Regions from separate parts of the Mus musculus genome. Here all the other regions are linked to region 1. Evidence: chromatin contacts called from public HiChIP or PLAC-seq data. All regions are on one chromosome and are shown on one strand. Each heading gives the region's core, a stretch centred on a gene start, on an enhancer-like site or on the middle of the called end of the contact. The rest is flanking DNA. Distances are from core to core; before and after follow the strand shown.

Evidence for each region. HiChIP or PLAC-seq counts read pairs in DNA pulled down with a chosen protein or histone mark.
Region 2: a contact with region 1 is called in an H3K4me3 HiChIP or PLAC-seq map of bone marrow-derived macrophages, with 5 times the contacts expected there. The contact joins two enhancer-like sites. A contact is called at or near these places in 2 of 15 datasets of contacts at CTCF or cohesin (the NIH/3T3 cell line and large pre-B cells), 11 of 484 Hi-C or Micro-C datasets (the STO cell line, bone marrow-derived macrophages, cerebral cortex and 4 more), 9 of 115 datasets of contacts at active chromatin or transcription factors (bone marrow-derived dendritic cells, bone marrow-derived macrophages, cardiomyocytes and 2 more) and 1 of 9 other capture datasets (embryonic stem cells).
Region 3: an H3K4me3 HiChIP or PLAC-seq map of bone marrow-derived macrophages shows a contact between it and region 1, with 4 times the contacts expected there. The contact joins the promoter of Cyp1b1 here to the enhancer-like site in region 1. A contact is called at or near these places in 5 of 39 promoter capture datasets (the 3T3-L1 cell line, liver and pre-B cells), 3 of 484 Hi-C or Micro-C datasets (bone marrow-derived macrophages, nephron progenitors and pancreatic cancer cells), 3 of 115 datasets of contacts at active chromatin or transcription factors (bone marrow-derived macrophages and pancreatic cancer cells) and 1 of 9 other capture datasets (adipose tissue).

The regions. Positions count from the first base shown.
Region 1 is chr17:79,582,423-79,586,666 of GRCm38.p6, forward strand. It overlaps a transcript of Rmdn2 not described here. Among named protein-coding and RNA genes, the nearest start is that of Rmdn2, 31 kb to the right of the region's middle. Within about 2 kb of position 1,754, at least 48 of the 459 cell types and tissues checked have an H3K27ac peak or open chromatin away from gene starts, as enhancers often do. A contact at or near this core is called in bone marrow-derived macrophages, where this site is marked.
Region 2 is chr17:79,332,066-79,336,309 of GRCm38.p6, forward strand. It overlaps Cdc42ep3 (CDC42 effector protein (Rho GTPase binding) 3), which reads right to left. Exons shown (of 2, transcript NM_026514.3): 2 at 1,658-3,651. The coding sequence starts at 3,424. The coding sequence ends at 2,660. Among named protein-coding and RNA genes, the nearest start is that of Gm17315, 21 kb to the right of the region's middle. Within about 2 kb of position 2,311, at least 28 of the 459 cell types and tissues checked have an H3K27ac peak or open chromatin away from gene starts, as enhancers often do. A contact at or near this core is called in bone marrow-derived macrophages, where this site is marked.
Region 3 is chr17:79,712,883-79,717,126 of GRCm38.p6, forward strand. Cyp1b1 (cytochrome P450, family 1, subfamily b, polypeptide 1) reads right to left here and starts at 2,179. Exons shown (of 3, transcript NM_009994.2): 1 at 1,805-2,179; 2 at 387-1,430. The coding sequence starts at 1,429. RefSeq lists promoters at 2,046-4,244, 2,052-3,250 and enhancers at 2,982-3,250, 3,013-3,043, 3,034-3,063, 3,176-3,204.

The sequences.
Region 1 (4,244 bases), core at 504-3,003:
GCTCAAAGACTCCATCTTTCATCTTGTTGCATCCCTAAATACTTGCTCTTCTTTTGTCAGGATGTCGCATGAACTCAAGTTCTAGACAGCCCTTTCAGTCACTCATCTCTGAGAACCCCATGTATGTATGGTAGACATGCCAACAACTTCTGGTTCTGAACAACTTCTGTTCTCTTGTTATTCAACCTTTTGTTGCTCTGAAGAGCCCTACATAGATGGAGAAAGAGTTCCCTTTTCCTACAAGAATGGTCAGGTTCAGAGAAACAAGCCAACAGGCATGTGCTGTAGAGCTCTGTCAACAACTCCTCTGTGCTCTGTCAGAGTCAGCAGCCTCGGCCCCTGCCCTCAACTCTGCTTTCCTGACTTAGTGATCCCTCTGCCTCACTCCTCAGTCTCTGTGGTGAGGAACTCCTGACTCATGTTGGACTGTCTAGAGTCAACAGTTATAGAGCTGCTGAAATAGCCCATTCCTCGGGATGACAACATTGAGTCAAATTCATATCCCGAACGTTTGCTAGACTAATTGGTAAGGGTTTCTTAAATCCTCTCTCTGCGCTCCAGGACAAAGAGCTGGGAGCATTGCTGAGGACGTTGTGCTTTATGTTCAATGACAAAATAAAAACTCTTATCTATTTTTGGACAGTGATAATCAGACAGCCTGAGTTCTAGGCTAAGATCTGCTTCTCCTGGCCATATGACCTTGGTAAAAATTATGTTCTGAAAGTTTCCTACCTACCAACCAAGAGGGCTGGGTTGGATGACCTGCTTTGATAGGTTAATACCCTGCTCACCAGCATGCAAGAGGGTTGGACTTAGTCATTTGGTGTCACTGTCCCTTTGAGAAGGCCTCCAGTCATTCAGATAATACCATCCTCCTTATCCATCAGTAAGCCTTACTTGTTTAATACACAAACTCCATAAATGACTTGCTTAAGGACACAAAACGAGTCATTTTCAGAGGCCTAAACAGCGACTTATGCCTCCCTGCCATTTTCCTTCCATTAAGACAGGAGGACAGAAACGATTCCTGCCATATTCCCCCTCCACTAACATTGTTTATTGTTAAAACAGTGAGCAGGTCTTATGCCTGGGCGGTTCTTGTGCCTTGTGTCCTTACCTGAGCAAACAAAATAAAAGTTTCATGCGAGCAGTATAACAGACCTCAAACTTAACCAATCAGGAACTGCCATCTAAGCTCTGCTAGGGACTTCCTGCCTGACCATACCCAGATAAATCAAATGCCTGACTGCAGACAGTCAAGTGATCTCTCTTCTTTGTCTCCCAGTTCAGGGACTCTCTGAATCACTTCCCAACTCCCAACGCCTTTGATGTCCAAATACTCTCTGTGAAGTCTACTTAGTCTGAAGCTTTGAACAGAAGGCTTTTTTCCTCTATGTTAAGCTTCCCGTTAACTGAAATATTACATTTCAAAGGGAAGTATACTTAAATGCATGGACCATCATCATTCAACACTTGCTTTTAGCCTGCATGAGAGAACATTTACAAACTGAGAAACTATCGGCTCCTCCCTCCCCCCACTTTTAAAAAAAGGGGGGCTTTATTATCAAGACATGGCTAACAGACCATTTGGAGACTGGAGAGATAAATAGTATGTATCAGAGTTTTATTTAAGAATCAGTGTTTTCCATCCAAGACTTACTGGCTACCCCCCCCCCAAATTAATGTAGGCTCAGCCCTGAGTCACATTCTCAAGGCTACCTCCAGAAAAAACACTGAGAGCAAATGTCTTTTCTCAAGGCAACATTATCTTATCTTTGACTTTGTTTCCTTATTCAAGGAGAGATCAAATAGCCTGTGTACTGTTAGAAGCAACATAGTAATCATAACTTCCATATATCTTTGTGAAAAGAAATTTGAGATTTTCTAAGAGCTCTGCCCAGGAAGTTTTTTCTTATTGTGCTTAATTACATCACCGTAATTTTCATTCACAGGGCCAGTTTGTCTGGGAAAGTCCTGAATACCCTATCCAGGTAGAAGAAGACCCAAAGGTTCCCCTAAGCCCCTGTGGATGGAGTAGAGGAACATGGGCTGTAGACGGGTAGAAAGGGCTAGAAACCAGAATATGCATGTGGTTGGGACAGAAAAGGAATGTCTAGACCTTGAAACTGAAAGTCACAGAGCTGACCACAAACATGAGCAGTTGAAGCCAGAACGTAAGCCTACAGACAGGAACAGAAGTAAGGACTGGTGGGCAGAAAACCCCGAGTCATTAGAAGCAGATGAGCACACAGCACGATGCTTAACCCTCCTGAAGGGCTCTCAACTCACTCTCAGGGCAGGACAGAAAGTGAAAGGGCGAAAAGAGTAATCCAGACTCAACTGTTAACACAACTGTCTTAGGGTTTTTCTGCTGTGAACAGACACCATAACGGAGACAGCTCTTATGAGGACATTTAATTGGGGCTTGCTTACAGCTTCAGAGGTTCAATCCATTATCACCAAGGTGGGAATATGGCATGCATGGTGCAGGAGGAATTGAGAGTTCTATATCTTCATCTGAAAGCTGCTAACAGAATACTGGCTTCTAGGCAGCTAGGATGAGGGTCTTAAAGCCCACACCTACAGTGACACATCTACTCCAACAGGGTCATACCTTCTAATAGTGTCACTCCCCGGGCAGAGCATATACAGAGCATCACACCAATAGAGAGAGGCTGCAAAACTGCAAACCCTGAGCTATTTCTAATGGTTATTTAATATCCTCTATTGTTTACTATGACATTTGCTTAAAAATTAATAAAGATGCACAGTGACAGCTGTATATATTAATAGCTGGATACTGATATTATTCTAAAGGCTCATCTTGTGCTACAGGAAGTATTTTGTTTTGTTGAAGGATGTTTTGGTATGTCTCTAAGGCTAAAATAAAAACATAGTAATCTAGCTTTGATAAAAATCAAAGCACAGTATCCGTAGTGATATAGAGGGCAGATTGGTCATCCCATATATGCCTCTTTAGCATAAGGCTCGTTAGAGCTGATGGTAAGAAGACACCCCTGCCTATTCTCCTTCTGGCTAAGGGTAGGGCACTGATTTACAACCAAAAGATGTTCTACTTCCCTCCCACTGGTCCTGACAGCAGTTAACCACTGAAGACAGCCTCAGTCCCTCCTTCTGGGCAGGTACCAGAGGAACCCACAGAAGTGAGCTTTACTAAATTGCCTTCATCTGCCTTCCCATAATTGCCTGCTTCTAGAGATAGAAGTCATTTTGTTATAGGTGGGTAAGGGTCTGTGGCTAGTGTTTCCAAGTTCTTGGCCTCTTAATCAAAGAAGTTAAATAAAGGCTAAAAGGTTCGTAAAGGTAGCAAGGAAACTCCATTCAAAGGGAAGCAACAGTACAGAGCAAGAAGGAAGGAATACAGTCAAGATTGACAGATGGCCCCACGTGAGCAAAGGTGCACAATGGGCCATGATAACCATCTGGGAACTCATCTCCTGATCTAGTCACCCACTGTATTAACTTCTTGTGTCATTCTTGTATAAAATACCTGATAAGAACAAAAATAAGAAAGAAACTCTATTTGGCTCACAGTTCGAGGCTACAGTCCATCACAGTGGGTGGTCAAGGTGGCAGGAGCTTGAGGCAGCTGTCCCCAGGGCATTGTCAGTAAGCAAGTAGACACATAAGCTTGTACTGTTTGCTTTCACCCTTCTATTCAGTTTGGGACCTCGGGCCATGGACTTGCACCTCCATTTAAGTGTGGGTACTCCTAATTCAGGTAACCTAGTCTAGACAGTCCTTCACAGATATGCCCAAAGGCTTGTTTCCATGGTGACTCTAAGTTCCATCAACTTGACAAAATTAACCATCATATTCGTTAAAGACTCAACGTCCCAACATCATCACACTGGGTTAGAACTTTAACATATGGGGGCTGGTGAGATGGTTCTGTGAATTAAAGTCACTTAGCACCAAGCCTGACAAACTGATCCAATTCCCAGGACCCATGTGTTGGAAGGACCAAACTATCCCCACAAATTATCCTCTCACCTATACATACACATCATAGCATTCATATGTGTACACACACACACACATACACACACATACACACAAATAAGCTTTTAAAAAACTAAAGAACTTCAACATATATATGAGGCATAAACACATAATCAACTTTCAATGCTCTGACTTGGGAGATTTTAAAAATTAAAGTTCCTTATTCAAAAAAAAAAAAAAAAGCATGCTATGCCCCAGTGCCTTTCCCTACAGCATTATCA
Region 2 (4,244 bases), core at 1,061-3,560, 250 kb before region 1:
CTACCTACACACAAAACAAAAAACAAAACTTTGCCTACTTTAAAAGGGTCACTACTTATGCAAATGATGACATATTTTTGGTATGTGGGTCACACACAGGTGGCTTGTCACTCATTTTTAGTTTACAAATGAAGTCCATTTGGGTTTCCTTAAATTCCTTAAATTAAGTGAAGATAAATTAGGATGTAAGTAGGATGGAGACACAGCTTGAGAACATCAAATCAGCTCTCAGCAGGTAAGAGTCTAAAGTGCCTCTTTGTAGGACAGAAAGTTAACTGCCACTTGGGCACCTGTTCAAGAGACTGGACCAGGCCATTTTCTTATAATAGGAGCGAATTTTTTGCTATGTCAAGTATACCTACAAGTGTACTTGAAGGTGTCTGTGTTTTAGTTGTTTGGTCCGGACAGAGTATGGATTTTGGAGAATATGGAGTTTAGTTTGGAAAAGTCAAGTGGGTAGACATGTGAGGGATGCAGAAGATGAGACTTTACCAGAGCCGTTCTCCACCATGGCTGGAAAGGCAGCAAAAAAGATGGAGACAAATCCCTCCCTCTTTCCCGGAAGTCATACAGCAGACAAAGGGTACAGTGAGACTGAATATGATCAGTAATTAAGATGGGAAAGTGTTAAGAGAGTTTGGCTGACACCAGCTACAAAAAAATGAGCTCGTGCAACTTGGCCTTAGAAAGTCTAAGAAGTTTCTGACCCATGACTGAGTGTGATCCCACAGAAAGGAACACTGGGAAGAAGCAGAGTGGAGATGCAGGACTTGGGGTTGCTTAATAGACTCAACGCTCTAGGGGAAACGATTTACTCTGTTTGGTTAGCCACCCAAAGTGGATCTCACTTCCTACGTTCAAAGGTTATCCCATGCATTATATGATTGAAGTCCAAGAACTCTAAACCCCAGGCCAGAGTCCCTGCTGCTGCCTTGGTGAAGGTGCCCTAGGGATACATCAAGCTGAGGGAGCTGGCACTCCCTGTTGGCAACAAAGCTCAGAGTCAGGAGGGGCGCCTAAAGATAGACAGGAATCTGTGTGCAATTTCCTGTTCTGGGTTCCTTAACCAATCTCCTCAGGGCATCTTGCAAAGGGGAAGGGCCCTTGAGTGGTCCTCTGAAGCTTCTGTGTCTGTAGGACCTACACAGCAAGGGAGCCTTTGTCTTACAGGATAAAATGCTGTAGCCAACCTTGAAGACAGGCATGCACAGGGCTTTGGTGGCCCTGTGGCAAAGGCTTATAGTCTTAGCTCCCCTCCCCCATCTCTGTCTTCTCTTCTCTCTTTTCTTTCTCTTTCTTCTCTCTCCTCTCGCTCCTCTTTCTATCCTCTCACCTCTCTTTCTATCCTCTCACCTCAATCTCAATCTCTCCCCCCCTTTCCACTTCTCCCCTCCCTCTCTATCTCCTCCCCTCACTCTCTTCCTCTCTTCTCTCTCTCAGCATGCAGGTTTGTATAAGCCAACAACAACAATAACACAATGATTGCCCATGTTCATTTCTCTTAAGTGTTCCTATTTCTAGAACCAAACTTGTAAAAAAGTCAAGACTGCAGTCATCTCTTGGCTTATGTTAAAGGTGTGGGTACATTTTAGGACTTTTACTAGATGGTCTTAAAATCTTTTCGGTTCTTGTTTATGACTATAAATGAACACGTTCATTTTAGCATTTACTCTTTATTGCGTGGTATGATGTACCCAAGTAATGTGAACATGAGCTGTCCTTAAATACCTACCTCACCTCCAGTCTCCACAGAAGCATCACCCTGTGCCTCCTACTGGGAGGAGGTAACACCCGAGCAACAGGGTCAGGCTGATAACGCATAGGGTTGGGCTGGTTTTGTTTTCAAATACACACGCGTAGCTTGCAAGGAAGCCCGAATGGAAACACGACAAATAACACTTGATGTATTATGTATAAAATGTAGACTTTGCAATAAAAAGCCAAAGGCACATAAAAATATATTTCAACTTTAAAAATAACTTAGTTACAGTAATACCTTGCTTGTTTTTAACCAACATGTAGCTGACAGTCAAACTTTTGCAACATGGAAATAATATACAGGGATATATAAAAACCACAAGGAAAAAAAATCCCAAATCCTGTAAGGTTGCTCGAATATGCAAAGAGTAAAATCATAACGCTGGAGACTTCGCTGTGGTGAACCCAAAAGATACAATATACAAAAAAGGCTAGGAAAAAAAGGCGTAGGTGCCAAATAAGTAAGTTTCCTTCTCATAACATGCAATGAATTGCCTTGGAGAGACCCATGGACCCAGCCCTCTTAGACAGCCTGGATTTCTGCATGTCTACAAACAAAACTGAGCATGTATGAGCATCAGCAATGCCTGTTGAAAATGAGCTCTGACTCACTTCCTCCTTTTTCTTTTCTTTTTTTTTCTTTTTTGCCAGAACAGGTTTTTTTGTTTTGTTTTGTTTTTTTTAATTTTTAAAAATTATTGTTTTCAAAATTTTTGCAAACAGGGCATGATGGTTAAAAAAATATTTTGTAGGAACAGGAGCGTTATTTTAGAAAATGCATCACATGGCTGCAAATAAAAACAGTCAGAGCAGCTCTTTCCATCAGCTGTGGTTAGTTGATTTTTTTGTTTTCTGCTTATTTTGGTACCTCTTACTCCCAAGAAAAAGAGCTGACTCCTGGCTACTTATTTTTATCCATGACATTCAGGACTTCATCCAAAAGTGAAGGCCCAAGATCCAACTGCAGGGAGAGCAGGGAGCCGGTCAGGTCAGAGAAGGACTCTTCTGATTTAGTCTTTGACTTCACAAGCTCACAGGAGGCAGGATGCTCAAACATGTCGTCCGCGGGCCAGTCGGAGGACTGTTCCGACAGGCTGGAGGAGTGGCTGTCGCGGCCCTGGCTGGACTGAGACCCGGAACCACTGGAGCCCCACGAGGTGTCTCCCTGGTGGACTGCCCCATTCTCTAACAGACTACTTTGCTCCTGAACTTTCTCTTCCATGACAGGCTCACAGCTGAGCCTTGGCAACTTAGGACGCCCAAAGGACTCCTGTTTGGAATGAAATGTCACTGGGGACAATAAGGGCAGCATCAGAGCCTGGGATCCCCCAATGGTGGGGAGGGAGATGGCATTTTTGAGCACCGGGGAGGGTGTTTCTGTGAACATTGAGTCCGAGGTGCTGTTGGCCCGGAAGAAGTCGTTATGCCCCGGGAACTGGCCAGAGTGTGCCTTCTCTTGGTTTCCCGGCAAGAGCTCATAATTCCCTTGAAGAAAGGAAATATCCCCAAAGACGTCATGCTGGCCCTCTTTGCCGATGTGTATAGTGTGACGAAAGTCCCCCAGGGGAGGACTGATCATATCAGGGGACAGAATGTCCCTCAGTTTAAATTTCTTTCCCTTCTTGTTGTTAGCCGCTTTCAGGTAAATTGGGGTCTTGGCAGGCATTTTGGAATTTGAGAATGTCTATTTCACAGACCAGGGAAAGAGTGACCTTCTGCACGGGTATCCTACACTTCCAAAACGTCCTTTTTCATAAGAATTGTCACATCATTTCTTCTCAAGTGGCTCTAAAAACGAGACAGGGTCTTGGAGATCTTGCTCAGCGCAGGGCCACGCGGGTCTTTCCGGAGAGCCAGTTACATTATCGAGTCCCTTCCACAGCTCAGAGAAACCTGGAAAAGACACCAGAGCAGGTTGTCATCTCCCAGCCTCCAGGGCCCACTCAGGCCTGCCACTCCCCAGAATATTACTCCCTCCCGTGCCTGGAGATAAAGGCAAGGCCAGCTCCCACGGAAAGCCCAACTTACTTCCTTCTACTAACTGTGTTAAGAACTCTAATCTCTGCAGGGATTCACTAATAAATCCTTAGTTCTTAGTTCAGGGGAAAACAGAAAAAGGGGTACTTAGCCCCTAAGCTAAATCATCCCTACTTTTTAAACATAGCTACAGGGGCTGGAGAGATGGCTCAGTGGTTAGGAGCACTGGCTGCTCTTCCAGGGGTCCTGAGTTCAATTCCCAGCAAGCACAAGGTGGCTCACAACCATCTGTAATGGGATCTGATGCCCTCTTCTGGCATGTCTGAAGACAGAGACAGTGTGCTCACATACATAAAAATAAATAAGTAAATAAATAATCTTTTAAAAACATAGCTACGGACATGGTTTTCTGAACACATCTGAGATCTTCATTTCCCTCTCTTCTCAAAACTGATGTCAAGGGACTAGAGACATACTCAGTGGTTAGAAGACTTCGCTGTTCTTATAGG
Region 3 (4,244 bases), core at 929-3,428, 130 kb after region 1:
TCAAAGCTGATAGGCCAGCACAGTAAAATTCTTGTTTGTTTGTTTGTTTGTTTGTTTGCTTGTTTGTTTGGTTGGTTTTTTTTTTTTTTTTTTTTTTTTTGTGGGGAAGGACTCTTAATACATTTGTTCCCTATCACGGGGAAGGGGGGATAGGGAGTGGGGCGCAACATCAGAGATGCTGGAAAGTCCTGGCAACACTTATAGAGGGGGAGCACATGTCTTGGCCTGCCCAGTTGAACCCGGCCTTATCTTACCTGAGATCTCAGTTTCGAGGAATTGGGGGTTGGGGGGCGACGCAGCGCGAAACCTCAAACCCTGCGCCCAGAGGCACTCCTTTTTTCAAAGGAGGAAAAGAAGGACTGACCCAGCCCTCCCGGAGGCTTTACCTGGTAAAGAGGATGAGCAGCCACAGCAGCGCGGTGGAAAGGGTGTCCTGGCTGGCTCCGAAGATGTCCGTAATAGTGGCAGGCACATCCTCCAAGTCCAGCCCGGAGGAATCGTCGCCAGGGGCCCCAGACGCTTTCTTTTCGGCAGAGAGGATGAAGGCGTCCGTCATGTCTCGAGGAGCAGCCCCGGGCACCAGGCTTTCGCGGTGCCTCAGGAACTTGTCCAGAACGAAGTTGCTGAAGTTGCGGTTGAGCTGCTCGAACTTGCGGAAGGTGGTGCGCACCGGGTTGGGAAATAGCTGCAGCCAGGGCAGCACATCCACCAGGCTGCCCGCACCCACTGTGCGCCCGAACTCCTCATTGTGGCTGAGCAGCTCTAGGAACTCCGCATCGTCGTGGTTGTACCGACAGCCGAAGCACACAGCGCTCATGACGTTGGCCACCGCCACAATGACCGGCTGCGTTGGATCGAGGAAGGCGCCGCCCGCACAGCGCCGCACCAGCACTGCCACCAATTCTCGAGCCTCTGCCAGCGCGTGGCCCTCGAGAAGACCGCGACTGCGCGGGTGGCGCGTGGAGAAAGCACGCATCGTGCTATAGGCCGAGCGTCGCTGCGTCTTCCAGTGCTCAGAGTAGTGACCGAACGCCAGACTGCGGCCACCAGACACCACACGGAAAGAGGCGAAGGGCGGCCGGTCCGCGAAGATGCTGCCCTGCTGCACCAGGGCCTGGTGGATGGCACTCTCTCCATTCAGCACCACCACGGGACAGCTGCCCAGACGGATCTGGAAAACGTCGCCATAGCGCCTTGCAAGGCGAGCGAAGTACAAGTGCGACGCCTGGCCAACAGCCGCCGCGTTTCCGATCAGTGGCCAAGGAAAGGGACCTGGGGGCGAGGACCACGGTTTCCGTTGCCACTGTCGCAGCAGCCACTGGCCTAAGTGCACGGCGGCCAGGACGGAGAAGAGTAGCAGAAGAGTGGTCTGCTGGGTAGACAGCGAGCTCAGCTGCTGTGGACTGTCTGCACTAAGGCTGGTGGCCATGCTGGGGACACAAAGGCAAACCGTGAAACTCAGGTGTGCAAAGGAAAAAAAGAGTGCCCTCCGTCCCGCGTCTCGGCCCCAGCATGGGGCTTTACCCTGGGATTGAGTAGAGAGGAGGCAGTGCATAATTCAGGTAAAGGCTAGCTTTCTGGGCAAGATGCTTAAAACTATGTTTCCTACCCAACTCAGCCTCCAGCAGAGACCTATCGGCTTCCAAATCCCCAGCTGCCTAACGGTTCCCAGAATTCCGACACAATGCCGGTGGGTGGCAGACACTGAGGCAGGTTTCTTTTAAAGTACCTAATACCCCCACCCCTGACCTTCAAGAACTGCCCTGAAGAGACCTCAGGAAAGTGGCTCCGCGGACAGACTGACCTGCGATGAAGCGTGGTTTCCAGCGGTGTAGAGCAGCGGGATCTGGGAGAAGCTCTGGAGCCTCTGCCCAGATTCTGGCAAGGCTTCAACCTGAGAGTCCCCAGGGACCCCGAGACCTAGACACCTGAGGCCCGCTGCTTTAGCACCTACTCTTGACTCAATCAGAGCCTAAACTTAGATTAGGATGGAGGACAGGGACAAAAGTGTCTCAAGTTTGCACCTGGGACCCCGCAAAGTCAGGGCTTTCTCACGGAGTTGGGGTTGCAGTTGAGAAGGGTCGGGGGTGGGAGTTGATAAAGTGGAGTTAAATCCCAGCCCGCTGGCAGTTTTCAAGCTGGCGTCGCAGAGGTGTCTGCAACGCACCCCAGAGGCGATGCGCCATCCCTCTACTCCGGGGTTTTAAGGACTGGGTAGAGACTGGAGGAAGCGGGACCTTAGGGGGTGGGGCGTGAGGGGCGGGACGCACTGCGAAAATCCACAGATCTGTGAGTTGGGTCTCACATCCGTGCTTAGTGACCCAGGGTGGTCCAGTGGGAAATCCGCGCCTCTGGCTGGGACCCTCCTGAAACAATAGCTGGCAGCTTTGTTAGGATCCGCCTTGTAAAGTTTTCCTTTGGCGACAAGGGCTTGTCGTCAGTCATCCTCCCCACCCCCCACCCCCCAGTCAAGACCCCCACGCTTTCCTCAGAACCGAGCTTGGGACAGAATTTCCAACGCCTCTGCGCGCTGGAGCAAAGCTCAACCAGGAGCACGCCCTCCTCCTCCAGGTGACTCGAGTTTGGTGCCTTGCTCATGATCCTTAGGCACCGAGCCAGGAAAAGAAACTTGCTATTTTAATATCAGGACAGCTTGGTTTGCCTTGCATTTATCTTTATCTTAAGGTTTTACAAAGCATTTGGCCCCACGGCCGCGGCCCTTTGTGTGCACAGATCTCTACCTCTGAGATTTGGAAACCTTTAAAGTTCTCCCGCCCCAAGGCGTGCACCATCCTTCTGCACACAAAGCTCTCAGAAGGCAAGGCTTCCCGCGTTGAAACGACAGGAACTCTGCCACCTGCTGGACACGCGTGACAGCTCAGGTCGCCCCAGGCAGTGATCCAAGCTTGGGCACCAGAGACAGTCCTGGAGCGCCAGACCCGAGAGGGGGCGGTGAGTGGGAGGAGGAGGCGGCTCTGTACGCCAACAAACGGTTGGGTTGAAAAGTTTCTGCTGTCGCCTCCCCCTTGCGTGCGGAGCTGTGCCTTGCGTGCGCCGCTTCTGGGAAGTCGGCTCCAGTCATCTCCCTGGGCGCTGCTCGCGGCCGCCCCTCCCGCGTTTCTCACGACACCTGACACGCCGAGGCGGCGGCCAAGGGCGGGGTGCCTGCCGCCACCACCCTTGGCGGCGCACGCACAGCTGCCGCCCGCAGGGCCTGCCCTGAGGATGCTCGATCGCAGCCAACTGGTCGACCCCCACTCACTCAGCTTGTTTCCCAAACTAGCTTCGGGGACGCTTTCTTCAAAGAGAAAGCCAAGGATGTCAAAAGGCCTGGGAAGCAACTGCTCTTGTTTATGGTCAATGCAAGGTATCGTGCAAAACACCTGAGAGAACAAGGTTTCTGTTAGGCTCTGGAAAAGGCAACCCAAGAAAGAGGTAGACTGCTTCTAATAAAGGAAGAATTGTAGCCCCAGGTCATTGGTGTGATCTCTGGATAACCCGTTCCCAGCGTTGTGTTATTGTCTCATTTACAAATAAAGAGATTCAGAGAGATTATGAGACTATTATCTGAATCACAATGTTCTCTATAGGTGAAGACAGGATTTAAACTCACAAAGTTCCACTCCAAATCCCTCATACGGGTCTATTAAAAGCACCCTTAAGAGGATCAACAAGTTTCTTGCTGAACAATACAAAACAAGCAAAACAAACCAAAACAAAATTTGCATAGGATCTGGCCAGAGGCTCAACAGCTAATGGTGCTTGCTAACAACACTGACCACCTGAACTAGATGCCACAGGGCACAAGGCTCAAGTAATCCTCTCACCTCCACGCCCATGCCAAAGCACACACACTTGCGTGTACATAAGTGTAATAAGTTTTGAATCAGCCAAAAGGATGTTGTTTTTTGTTTTCATGACTGAGGATTATAAGACTCACAGAGAAAAGCTATGCTCACTCTTTGCCCTTGAATTGGCCAAGAGCAAGGCCAGTAGAAGTTGTCCCACAGCTGACATTAAAACAACTGATTACATTATAAAGGAACTTAATGAAAATGTCTGAAAGAGAGTCTAACATCTTTCAATAAAATTCCTGGCCTGCTAAGAAAAGGCCTTTTTATAAGTCTTTTCAGTAACTTTTGCAGTCTTTTCTGAATGAGATTTTATATATACTATAGTCTAGCTCTCCTGTGATGACGTGGGTCAAGTGTGTCTTAGTTTACTAATAACCATTGGTTTCTCAG